4 separate regions of the Sus scrofa genome follow, and regions 1, 3 and 4 are each linked to region 2. Evidence: chromatin contacts called from public Hi-C and HiChIP or PLAC-seq data. All regions are on one chromosome and are shown on one strand. The core of a region is the stretch at or near the end of the contact, and the rest is flanking DNA. Distances in the headings are between cores, read along the strand shown.

Region 1 (2,841 bases), core at 51-2,550, 230 kb after region 2:
ACCTGTAATATGTCCTGTGGGAGCCAGACTCATTCATAGGACGAATGAAAAGCTACATGACCTTAAACATACCCCGTTCTGTCCCTCAATTTTCCTCGCGAAAAAATGGAAGTGATAAGACTTCATCATAAAGCTATTGTGAGAGTTACTTAGAACAAGATATAAGAATAGTCACGGTGGGTGTTTGATAAGTGTGAGCGATATTACCAGGACTGTAAATGTTGGGGCACCGTGCACAGCTAACAGGATCAGGGTAGCAGAGCTGCAGGGCATAGGGCTGGGTAGCCCACTGCTACTCCGGTCTTTTGGGAGAGGCCACCCAGATTCCCAGCAATGGAGCCCAACCCTGCCAGAGTTGCGGATGAGGGAGATGGCGGCAGGAGAATTTGCTGACTCTTCTAGTGAACTGGGTGCTGGGAATCTGCAAACCGTCCCTGCTGTTCCTCTCTGGCCCCCAGCCTTGCTCACGCCCACCACCTGCTCCTCAGGGCCGACCTCTCCCGGACCAAGACCCAGCGACACAGCAGTCCCTCCCTCGGTCCCGGGGCCTCTGCTGCCCTCTAGGCTCGGGACCTGCTGCCAACCTTTGCTCTCCCCCACCTCCAAGCCCTGTAACTCTGACATCCCAGAATTTTGCCGTCTGGCGAAATATCCACGCTTTTCCTTGGCGAACCACCTCTGCGCCTCCGCGTGGCCTGGGTAAGCGGGTGAGCTAAGCCGTAGAGGGAACTTGCGGCTCCTCGGTCTTCCCTTGTGTTGTCCCCTTCCCCTCTACCTCCCTCCGGAAGGCCAAGGCCTCCCGCCCGGCCTTCGCTCCCGCGGCGTCAGGCGGACACCCTCCCGAGTCTTCCGACTGCGACCCCGGCGGCCCCGCCCCCAGCCCGGGCCCTCTGCCCCCGGCAGCGCCACGTCGCCGCGGGGAACCCTGGGAAGTGTAGTTTTCCGCAGCTCTCAGTGGGGGCGTGGCTAGACGGCCCGCTGTTTGTCCGCCGACCCCAGGCGCAGGGCACTGACCCTCGCCCTGGCCGAGCCGGGGAGCGCCAGAGAGGCAGGGCCGTGGGCTGCGGAGGCGGAGTTTCCTGCGAGGTGTCATTCGCTGTGGGGTCTTGGACAAGTCCCATAACATCTGCAGCAGTCTCACTTGTGGGATTTCCAGGGAGAGCGTGGGCTCCGCATCTGGTACCCAGCGTGTCCTCGATGGATGGGCGCCGAAGCTATTGCTACTGGCCGGGCAGAGTTGCCAAAGGCAATCAGCTCCTAAAAGGCTTGTGGGCCCAACCCCGCGCCCCCCCACCCTCCCTGTTCTCAGGTGACTCTCCCTGTCCCACTCAAGTTCCCCTCTTTGCCTCTGGTCAACCACAAACACGCTTCTACATCTACTCAGAAATATCTGATATTTATTTCCCAACAGTTTGATAATTTTTTACAAATTGAATAAAAGGAATGAAGGGGAATATGTGTGACCCCAGGCCAGGCCTTGGGGTCCTGATAAGAGGTGACAGTATGAAAACTTCTCCTCACTCACAACCCGTGGCCTGCTGCCCCAACCTCTCCTATCAACCTTACCTAAGAGTGAGGTGAGGGCTGAGGATGTGGGGTTCCCACCTTAGAGGGGACTCCGGGCATCCTGTTTCAGGCTCTGAACTGGGTCAGTTTGGGGGCAGGTGTGGGCCCGGATGTGGCGCCGACGCCGCCTCTCCTGCCTGCGGGCCAGCTGCCGCAGTTGTTTCCGAATGGCCCACAGCACCAGGTACACTTCCCGAAGCATCTCAGCCTCTCGAGACTCCAAAGGGGAACGAGTCTTCATTTGGGAGGCAACTGAGGTAGAACTCACAGATGACTGTGAAAAAGAGAAGATGAGCGCAAGTGAATAGCACAGTCTAGGGAGAAACTGCTGGTGGGACCACCTGCAGATAAACAGCAAAGCCTTGTCTAATTCCACCTCCTCTGTCAGGCCTTAGCTTGGGCACTGCCTCCTCCAGGAGGCCTTCTCGGGTTGTCTCTGCTCTTGTGTTTGTCCATATCAGGTTTTTCTTTTTTGTCTTTTTCTTATTAGGGCCGCACCTACAGCATAAGGAAGTTCCCAGGCTAAGGGCTGAATCAGAGCTGCAGCTGCTGGCCTACGGTACAGACACAGCAACACCTGATCTGAGCCACATGTGCAAAACTACGCCGCAGCTTGTGGCAATGCCAGATCCTTAACCCACTGAGGAAGGCCAGGAATGGAACCTGCATCCTCACAGACACTGTGTCAGGTTCTTAACCTGCTGAGCCACAATGGAAACTCCCCATTTGTTTTATATGCTATTTGTTTTATAGACTCATCTGTTCTCAATACCAGCATATTATACATTTTATATGCTATTTGTTCTCTAGACTCATCTGTTTTCAATACCAGCATACAAGCTCCTGGAAGGCAAGGACCATGTCTGACGAACCTTTGAGTCCCCACTAGGATTTCATGAGGAGTGTATTAAAATGAAGGACAGAATGACACCTTGACCTCTGTCTCCAACCCAGAGCTCTCTCCTGGCCTCCAGGCCTGTATATCCCACTGCCTCCTAGACATCTCCCTGCACATGTCCTTCCAACATCTTCACTCATCCTGCCGCATTTCCCTAAACTCATCACTTTCTCCCCTAAGCCTGCTCCGCTCCGAGCAAATGGCTCCAGCCTGCTTGTACTTCCGTCTCTCCCTCTCCCCTCACCACATCCAACCACCTGGTACAACAATTCTACCTCCTAAATACCACTCCAGTCTCTTAACTTGTACTTCCCAGTGCCTCTCCCCCCATCCAGAACATCCTTCCCTCTTAGCCTGGACCACAACCCTCAGTGGAT
Region 2 (2,826 bases), core at 42-2,541:
AGGAGAGACACAGGCCAGTTGTCTGAAATAAGGAAACAGCTCTACCCCTTGCCAGTATTACCTTGGCCTTAGGTGTCCCTGGGGGCAGTCTGTCCAGTGAAACGGTGAGTGGGAAGATGACCTCATCTGTGGACACAATTGGTTCCTCCACAGGCAGCTGGGTGGTGAAAGAGGTGAAGAGGTCAGGAGAGTCAGAGGCAGCCCGCGGCGCCAGCGTCCCCTTTAAGATCTGCCCGGTACGTGGTTCTTGCCCTCCCCTCTCCTCATCCGTCATTCTCTTCCCGCTACGGGCTTCCCTCTCCCCTCCGGGTCTTTGGAGCCCAGCACACCGCCCCTCCACCCTCTGCCGTGTCACCCCGAGCTCCTCACCGTGGTCGCTCCCCCTGAGGTAGCAGGGCCCGGGCCATGGGTGAGGAGGGGGCTGCAGCCTCGAAACACCCCCCCACCGCCGGGATCCCCGCCCCCCGGGGGTTCGGGATCCTGATCTCCGGAGCCGCCGCCCCCAGGAGCCCCGCCTCCGGCGCTGACTGAGGCCAGGGCGGCCAGGGCGGTCGCCAGTTCTGCCCAGGCCCCTCGCGAGCCCAAGCCCGGGCCGCCCCCAGCGCCGGACCCCGCGCCGCCCCGGCAGCGCAGCACCAGCAGGAAGCGGACAGTCTCCCCCAGGTAGAGGTGGTTGCGCCGGGGCAGCGCCCGGTACCGGCCCGGGTCGCCAGCCAGCTCGGCGCGGGGCGGCAGCGGCACGGCGGGGAAGTACATCGAGTAGTCGCACTGGGACTCCATGGGCTGCGAGGACAGCGCGGGCCAGGGGCGAGGTGGGGCCGGAGGAGGCCGAGGGGGCCGACGGGGTGGGCCCGGGGAGCCCCGACCCCCGACGGGTGCTGCGCGCGGCCGGGCCGGCCCGAGAAACCGACCGGGACCGGGAACCGGGACAACGAACCCGGAACCGACACCCCGCGGGGGCCGGAACCGGGGTGCAGGGCCGAATGACTGGCGAGAAACCGGAAGCGGAAGGGAAGGGGCGTGGCCTCCGAGGCCCCGGAATTTGTGGGTGACCGGACCGTGAAGGAGAGGGGCGGGGTGCGGCTGGGGTTAGGCTGCGGGAGGAAGGGTTTAGGAGATACTGCAAACAGACTTCTTAAAGAAGAACTGCTAGGAGTTCCCTTTGTGGCTCAGGAGAAACAAACCCGACTATATCCATGAGGATGCGGTTTTCATCCCTGGGCCCGCTCAGTGGGTTAAGGATGTGGCTTTGCCAGCTGCGGTGTATTGGGATCTGGCATTGCTGTGGCTGTGGTGTAGGCCGGCAGCTGCAGCTCCAATTCGACCCCTAGCCGGGGAACTTCCACATGTTGTACCTGCGGCCCTAACCCCCCCCCCCAAAATGTTAAAAGAACCCCCTCCTATCCCGTTTCTCTTAGGAAGATGCTCCATCCCCTTCCCTTTCCACCCTACATAGAGCAGGTCGAAGTTCCAAATTATTTATTCATTCAACAAACATTTCATGGTGAAATGAGCATAGCCCAGTAACAAATATTTCATATAGAAATGGACTCATTATTCCAGTCCTTTGGGTTCCAAGCTTTCTCTGACATACTCCAAGGTTTGCTCCTCCAGGGCACCTCTGAGAGTGCTACTTGGAACTGCAGTGTGTGGGGGTCGTGCTGGAAAGAGGAAGGGGCCGAAAGGGGGAGGGAGGAGGTTACTGGTAGGACTGGGATTCCTCTGCACAGGCAGTAGGTCATGGAGACCAGTCCATGCAAAGTTCCACTGGTCCTCTAGGGAGCAGATATGCTTTCTGAGGGAAACAGGGCATTTGACTGCCCCACACTCATCACATGTGCCCTGTGGCTTGGCGGCTCTTCAGCTTAAGATGTAGTGGTCTGATGCCTAGGGAGAGGATAGCCTTGAATTTTTAAGGGGCAGAGAGACTGTTGGGGGAAACTGCTTGGCATCCAGCTTGTCCTTGTACTGTAGCTCAGGGGTAGCCAGGCGCTCACACTCTTCCTGGTCCTGGAGGCTCAGTCCACTCCGAAGCACGTAGCCCAGAACCTTTCCTGACCCAAACTGGAAAGGGCGGAACCGCCGGTCTGTGATGTATTTGGGGTCTAAAGCCTCACCCCCCACAAGACAATGTTTAGCCAGGGCCTCTCGGCGAGCCCGGAGCTCCGCCACAGCACTGTCCAGCCGGCTCTGGCCGTATTGCTTTATCCGTTCCCACAGACTGTGGTTGAAGTGGACATAGAGAGCCCAGTCTAGATTGTTCCAGGCCCGGGCCCGTGCAGTCAGCTGCCTGTCCTCAGCAGTCAGCCCATCGTCACTGACAGCACTTCCACTCTGCCTGCCTCCAGCCTGGGCGTTGTGCATGAAGCCCACCACGTCATCTAGCCCCCAGCACAGGGCATCTGCCAACAGGACCAGTGACTCATCGAAGTACTCAGCCACCAAGACCAAGTCAAAGACAGAGTCCAGCCAGGCCAGACTCCACTGGATGAAGGATGAAGATCCCAAATCTGAAGAAGCAGGGCTGGATGTCCTACTGTGACCGTCAGCAAGGGTGGGAACAGGATGGAAGAGAGCGTTAGGATCCAGGGTGTGGGCTGGAGGGCCAGCACCAGAAGGCAAGACACGCAGCTGTGGGGCCTTGGGGTCTCTGGGGGGGCGAGGATTCCCTCTTTTGGTCCTCATCTCTGGAGGGAAGGGGAGGCCAAAGTCAAACCATAGCAAGTTGCGCGCATAGTGGTCTCCACGGGCCCCTGGCCGGTAGAAGGCTCGAGGATTGGCCAGGAAGGCAGCCAAGGAGGGTGCTTTGCGGAAAGCCGATGAGGT
Region 3 (3,014 bases), core at 294-2,793, 160 kb before region 2:
TTTTTCCTAAGAGAAGTGAGCCGTATATAGAGAAGTGAGGTTCTTCCATAACCCTCTCAGTTGCCTGGGAGTTTTTTCACTCGTTGGGGATTAGAATGAGAGCTCCTCTTTCTTTATTCTTTCCTTTGTTTTTTGTGTTTGCTTGTTGCTTTGGAGAGGAACGCTTTCTTAACTTCCCTTTGGCCAGGAGATCTCCCTCCCTGCAGGATTTCTCAGGCCTTTACTTTGAGAGTTGCTGGTCGTTTAATTTCCCTTTATGCAGGCTCTTAAATGGAGAGATAGCTTAATTCGCACCAGTCACTATTATCACCAGAAAACATCTCTGGGCAGCAGAGTAGGCTCCGCAGGTAAAGGTACAGGTCTCTACCTGCTTTTTAGGAGCTAACACTTGGGTGTGTTACAGACACACCTAAAGAACCAGCCAAATTGTAGGGGCGACAAGACAGGGTAAAGGCAGTGTACACAACTTGCTCGGGTGTAGGGGTGGGGAGAGGGCTGGAGTGGGCTAGGTTTGCCGGAGGTGGTTTTTTGTTTTTTCTTTTTAGGGCCGCACCCTTGGCATATGGAAGTTCCCAAGCAAGGGGTCGAATCCGAGCTGCAGCTGCTGGCCTATGCCACAGCCAATGTCAGATCTGAGCCCAATCCGTGACCTCTGTTGCAGCTTGTGGCAACGTTGTATCCTTAACCCACTGAGCAAGTCCAGGTATCGAACCCACATCCTCATTGATACTAGTTGGGTTCTTAACCTGCTGACCACAACGGGAACTCCCAGAAGTGAGTTTTGAAAGACTAACGGAGACGGAGGGTAGAGGGAAGTTGGGAGGGGTTAGAAAATGCCAGGGATGTTCTCAGTGCTGTAGGTAATGAGGTGGAAGGAGGAAAGAAAGGATGTGTAGACCAAGGCACTCAGGACCAGGCTCCACTGGCAAACCATTCATTCACTCAAAAATCATTTATGGAGTTCCCCTGTGGCTCAGCGGGATTTGAACTTTTGTGGCTCTGATTACAGCTGTGGCGTGAGTTCCGTCCCTGGTGCGAGTACTCCTGCATGCTGTGAATGCGGCCCGAAAAAGAAATCATTTAGGTGCCCATATGTCAGGTAGTTTTGATCACGTGTTACAGTGATAAAGGCGACAGAACGCCCTTCGGTGGGGATGAGTGAGACGTGTGCAAGGAACAGACACGAGAGCCAATGTGGCTGAAGCACGGCGATCAAAGGGCAGAAAAGCAGAGGCCAGGGCTGGCTGGCGGGCAGGGGTCTGATCTTACAGGGTCTTGCAGGTGGTTAGGAGTGTGGCTTTTACTCTGAGGGCAACAACATGAAGTTTCATTCATGCTGCAGCAGCCTTACAAAGTAGGCAGTCTAATCCCAGTATACTTTAGGACGATCAGGGTGCGGTTAAGTAAGTTGTTCAAGGTCAGAGGCAGGCGAGAGGGCTACTAAGACCTGCCGGCTCTCCCCGACCCAGGGCTGCCTGCGCGGGTCTGGGCAGGCGCGCGCCACGGCCGCACTGAGCATGCGCTGCTGCCTACGGAAGCCGGCAGGGAGGGGGCGGGGCCGACACTGGCGGGCGCGGGGGAAATGGCGGCGGCGGCTGCGGCGAACGGGACCGGAGGGAGCAGCGGGATGGAGGTGGATGCAGCAGGTAACCGACCGGGAGGGAGCGGCTTCTGGAGACGCCCTTGGGGCGCGTCAAGGCCTTCCTGGACTCCCGGGGAAGTCGGGAGGGCGGGTCAGCGGCGCGTTCCCTGGGATAACTTGCGGGAGGGATGTATGGCCCGGCTCTGCTGGCTTCCCCTCCCATCTCCCGGGGGGAACGTGGGACCCGGACTCTCACCCTCTCTTCCAACTGCTTAGTCGTCCCCAGCGTGATGGCCTCCGGAGTGACTGGCAGTGTTTCAGTCGCCCTTCACCCCCTCGTCATTCTCAACATCTCAGACCATTGGATTCGCATGCGCTCCCAGGAGGGGCGGCCTATGCAGGGTGAGTGTTCGGCGTAATTCTCTGGCCTTCTTTTCCTGGTCATCTCCCCCAAACGGTGGTCCTTCCCTTTCCTTTGCTGAAGCCAATTCTTCCGCCGCAAACCACCCGTTTCCCTAGTACTGGGTTCACTTGACCTCAGACCCTCAGGCTATACTGATTTAACTAAGTTTCAGGATTCTTTACCCTCACCTCTTGTGTCCTCTCCTCCAGTGATTGGGGCTCTGATCGGGAAGCAGGAGGGCCGAAATATCGAGGTGATGAACTCCTTTGAGCTGCTGTCCCACACCGTGGAAGAGAAGATTATCATTGACAAGGAATATTATTACACCAAGGAGGAGCAGTGTGAGAGGGGAATAGAGGTGGGGGAGAGGAGTGGGAGTTAAAAAAAGAAAGAAAATCAGAATAGGGAAGGTGGAGAGGGTTGGGGGGAAAAAAATAAACAGGAGATGAGCAGAATGGAGGCCAAGTGACGAGAAGGTAGCTGTAGAGATCTTTAAAAAAGAACATATTTGGGAGTTCCCGTCGTGGCTCAGTGGTTAACGAATCCGACTAGGAACCATGAGGTTGCGGGTTCGATCCCTGGCCTTGTTCAATGGGTTAAGGATCCAGTGTTGCCATGAACAGTGGTGTAGGTCGCAGGTGCAGCTCGGATCCTGCATTGCTGTGGCTGTGGTGTAGGCCGACGGACACAGCTCCAATTGGACCCCTAGCCTGGGAACCTCCATGTGCTGCGGGAGCGGCCCTAGAAATGGAAAAAAGACCAAAAAAAAAAAAAAAAAAGAACATATTTGGTTACTTCCCACAAAGTAAGGAGAAGATAGAAGAGATGACTTACTCTAAACTGAGCCGGGATGGGATGGGGAGAAGCTGGTTAAAATCCACCAGGAGCTTCAAATTAAAGAAGCGATATTTAAAAAAAAAAAAAAAATACTCTGTGCTCTGGCCCTTTCCTCCTCAGTTAAACAGGTGTTCAAGGAGCTGGAGTTTCTGGGTTGGTATACCACAGGGGGACCGCCTGACCCCTCTGATA
Region 4 (3,107 bases), core at 139-2,638, 140 kb before region 2:
CCTTTCACACTGATCCAGCCCCACTGTCCTCCTTGCTGTGATGGCCTTTGCTCTGTTCCCTCTGCTTGGAATGCTCTTCCCCAGATGTCCCTGGCTGCTGATTTCTATCACCCTATTCACTACTGCACCCCACCTCCACTCTGCTTTAAAAAAATTCCCATGGAATTTAATATCTGCTAGTACACATTGTATTACTTCTTATGACTACATCTCCCTTTTCCTCACCGTGTCCACAGAGATGTTCGGTGTTATGTTCACTGATGTATTCTGAGACCCTAGAATGGAGCCTGAGACACACTAGATACTCAGTAATAAACATTTGTTGAATAAATGAATGAGTTGTAATACTTAAACATGTACGTGCTCAATAAATACTCGGTACCACTATTATCGAATCAACAAGACATAGGTCCAAGCTCGGAATCTACTTTTGTGGCCAAAAGGAAAGTGGCTCGCTTGAAGTTGGCATTAGGAAAGCTAATGTCAAAAGTGTTTAGGACTCACTGTGGGGTGTAGGTGGGGGGCGGGTGTGGGCCTACTGGAGGGGGCGGGAAGATGAAGGTGAAAGACAATTTAGTTCTCAAACTATCCCAAGTCTCCTCCCCCCTTTTACAAGCCTTATCTGCAGGGAACACACTTATTCAACACATACTCTGTGTCTGGAGCCGGGTATATAGGAGGCGATGGTGTCCCAGTTCCCTGGCGAACTCCCATTAATCCTGCAATACCCTGCGGTACCCTCTGCCAGTAAAGGCTCACAAAACACGCTACGGCCTTAAGAAACCTCAGGCCAGTGGAGTCGGCAGGAAGGCTTCACTGAGGGTTAACTTGACCTAGATCCATGTGGCAGTCTCCCCAACAGGGAAGCGGTTCGAAGGTCCCCGGGCAACGGGGACAGCGCGAAAGAAGGCGTAGAGAGCCCCCCTCATCCCCCCAACATCCCTCCAGTGCACACACACAGAGTCCCAAAGCGCAAGGACACACAACCAACCGTCCTCCTGCAGTCCCCACTCGGGCCCTTCAAAGGGCCTAATCCCGGGTACCACTCAGACCCGCCCCCGCCAGCCGAGCTCCCCGCGCAGGAAAAGCCTCTCACCGCCGCCAAAGCGCCGCTCACCCGGCGCTCGGCGCCATGTTGGCCCCGCCCCCTCCGGGCGCAGGTCCTGGCAGCGACCGAGAACAGATTACGGCCCCTTCCCCAAGCCGGAATAAGCCCTCTGGGCTCACGGCCTGAAACAATATAAAAATGGTGTCTCTGTGCCTACGTGTAAGGAGCACACCCTCTTGATGTAATTACTTCAGTTTATTCCTTCACTATCCGGCGGCCAGGACCTTCGGGAGGCGCCACAAAACCTAGGCGGGGAAGCCCGGAGCGCAACGAGGCCCCGCCCGCTATGGGGTCGGCACTGCGCGTGCGCCTCCTGCCTTGCGTTGGATTAATGCTGCAGCAGACACCTTCGGGATTTAAAGGGCCCGCTGCCTGTCCGGAGTTGCTTTGAAGGCAAGGGGGTGGTTGGTTGTGGACGACCCTTGATCATGGGACCTGTGCCGTTGGGAATGTTGCTTTTCATTTTGACTATGTACGGTGCTTGCGCTGGGACAATGAAGGAGGAAGACGATGACACAGAACGCTTGCCCAGCAAATGCGAAGGTATCTAAAGGGAGTAGCCCCTATTCGCATCTCTCTGCCCCACTTCCTTCGTCTGGGCCAGACCAAATGGACTATGATGGGTGGGTCACTCGACCTCCTTAAGGACCCGAGGGAGATGCTTGTGGAGCCTGATGGAATTCGAATGGGGTCAAGGGAAAGAATGCATAGCGCTCCTCCCAAACTATGGTACTACAATTCCCATGAGAAATTCAGAGGGAGCCTGCTTGTTCTTGCTGGTTTGGGTCCCAATGGTTTGTGGGAATTGTAGTTCAGAGACTATCGGTCCAGGACCGCCCACTCTACTGAGCATCTTCAATGTGTGTCTGTATGAGTGTGTGTGTATGTGTTTTCCGTATGCCACCAGACCTAAATCTGGGGAGCCTGCAGGAATGGGGTGTCAGGCTCAATACCTTGTGGACATCCTCTGCTCCACCCTGGCAGAGACTGTCCCAAATTACAGGCCTCATGCTCTCCTGAGAGGATATAGGAGTGAGTAAATCAGCCCTTGAAGCTCATAAAAGAAAGAAGAGGCCACACAGCTGGGAGAGGTTCCCCATAATTGTAAGGCTTTGAAGAGGGTGTGCGCTGAATGGATTTTACAGTGAGCAACATCTTCTGTGGCTGCATCACTTTTGGGGCCTAGCTGGGAGAAGACATTTCAGATCTGGACCATCGAGTGCCCTGGTTTCTTAGTTTGTTGCCTTCCTGGCTTTAATTTCTTCCTGAATTCTTTTCCCCTTTGCCTCACTGCACACTGCACTTCAATATCAGTGTTCCTCACTACTTAGTCCTAATCTCTCCTCTCCTTTCATTTGTGTCTCCATTCATACCCTCTTACACCTGTCAGTTTTTCTAAACATAGTCTTAATTGTGGTCTTTGCTTTAACACCTCTTCAGGCCTCCTGCTGTGATTAGATTACAGCCAAAGTCTTGGCCATAACATCCAAGTCTCTTTGTTGTCTGGCCTCCATCTCTCTTACATTTCCACACCCCACCTCCCATCCCCAAAGTGCCCATGTTTCAGCCATCTTAAACTTCTCAGTGCAACTGAGACTGCCTCATCCTTTTGCACGTCTGTGCTTTGCACGTTTTTCTTTTTCTTTTTTTTTTCCTTAGCCTGGAATGATCCTCTTCCTTCTGAATTTCATTCTTTAAGACCCATTTTAAATGTCACCTCCTTTGGAAGCCTCCTTCCTTATTTGTCACCTCCCACTGAATTGGAGAGAAGGAGAATACCTGTGTTTCCCTGGTCCTAGGATAGTGCCATAGACATGCTTTAGACACCTGTGTCACCTGTCCATTTTTAGCTTGCCTGGCACATAGTGGGCCCCTCCCTTTCTTGGGGCCCACTGTGGGCCAGGTCACATGCTGGAAAGACTGGTGGAGGAGACACAATGCTCACCCTTAAGGAAACTGTGAGCTAGAAGGAAGTCATTGAATGAAGTTTGCATTTCCT

What was found. A called contact is a pair of places that touch in the nucleus more often than the background predicts. HiChIP or PLAC-seq counts read pairs in DNA pulled down with a chosen protein or histone mark.
Region 1: a contact with region 2 is called in an H3K27ac HiChIP or PLAC-seq map of alveolar macrophages. The contact joins the promoter of LOC110259879 here to the promoter of C3H7orf43 in region 2. A contact is called at or near these places in 1 of 47 Hi-C or Micro-C datasets (liver) and 1 of 2 datasets of contacts at active chromatin or transcription factors (alveolar macrophages).
Region 3: a contact with region 2 is called in an H3K27ac HiChIP or PLAC-seq map of alveolar macrophages. The contact joins the promoter of COPS6 here to the promoter of C3H7orf43 in region 2. A contact is called at or near these places in 1 of 47 Hi-C or Micro-C datasets (undifferentiated spermatogonia) and 1 of 2 datasets of contacts at active chromatin or transcription factors (alveolar macrophages).
Region 4: a Hi-C map of alveolar macrophages shows a contact between it and region 2, with 2.2 times the contacts expected there. The contact joins the promoter of TAF6 here to the promoter of C3H7orf43 in region 2. A contact is called at or near these places in 3 of 5 promoter capture datasets (fetal liver, fetal skeletal muscle and liver), 10 of 47 Hi-C or Micro-C datasets (alveolar macrophages, blood, embryonic fibroblasts and 5 more) and 2 of 2 datasets of contacts at active chromatin or transcription factors (alveolar macrophages and skeletal muscle).

The regions. Positions count from the first base shown.
Region 1 is chr3:8,389,568-8,392,408 of Sscrofa11.1, forward strand. LOC110259879 reads right to left here and starts at 1,301. Exons shown (of 2, transcript XM_021086226.1): 1 at 776-1,301. The coding sequence starts at 1,126. It overlaps LOC100514038 (TSC22 domain family protein 4), which reads right to left. Exons shown (of 6, transcript XM_013995454.2): 6 at 1,378-1,840. The coding sequence ends at 1,607.
Region 2 is chr3:8,161,447-8,164,272 of Sscrofa11.1, forward strand. C3H7orf43 reads right to left here and starts at 1,292. Exons shown (of 10, transcript XM_013995411.2): 1 at 370-1,292; 2 at 62-157. The coding sequence starts at 780. It overlaps LAMTOR4 (ragulator complex protein LAMTOR4), which reads left to right. Exons shown (of 8, transcript XM_013995418.2): 5 at 154-236. GAL3ST4 (galactose-3-O-sulfotransferase 4) reads right to left here. Exons shown (of 5, transcript XM_013995412.2): 5 at 1,463-2,826. The coding sequence ends at 1,888.
Region 3 is chr3:8,001,159-8,004,172 of Sscrofa11.1, forward strand. It overlaps COPS6 (COP9 constitutive photomorphogenic homolog subunit 6 (Arabidopsis)), which reads left to right and starts at 1,544. Exons shown (of 10, transcript NM_001105299.1): 1 at 1,544-1,646; 2 at 1,859-1,984; 3 at 2,195-2,326; 4 at 2,943-3,014. The coding sequence starts at 1,583.
Region 4 is chr3:8,025,594-8,028,700 of Sscrofa11.1, forward strand. It overlaps TAF6 (transcription initiation factor TFIID subunit 6), which reads right to left and starts at 1,389. Exons shown (of 15, transcript XM_021086197.1): 1 at 1,097-1,389. It overlaps CNPY4 (protein canopy homolog 4), which reads left to right and starts at 1,404. Exons shown (of 6, transcript XM_021086210.1): 1 at 1,404-1,651. The coding sequence starts at 1,537.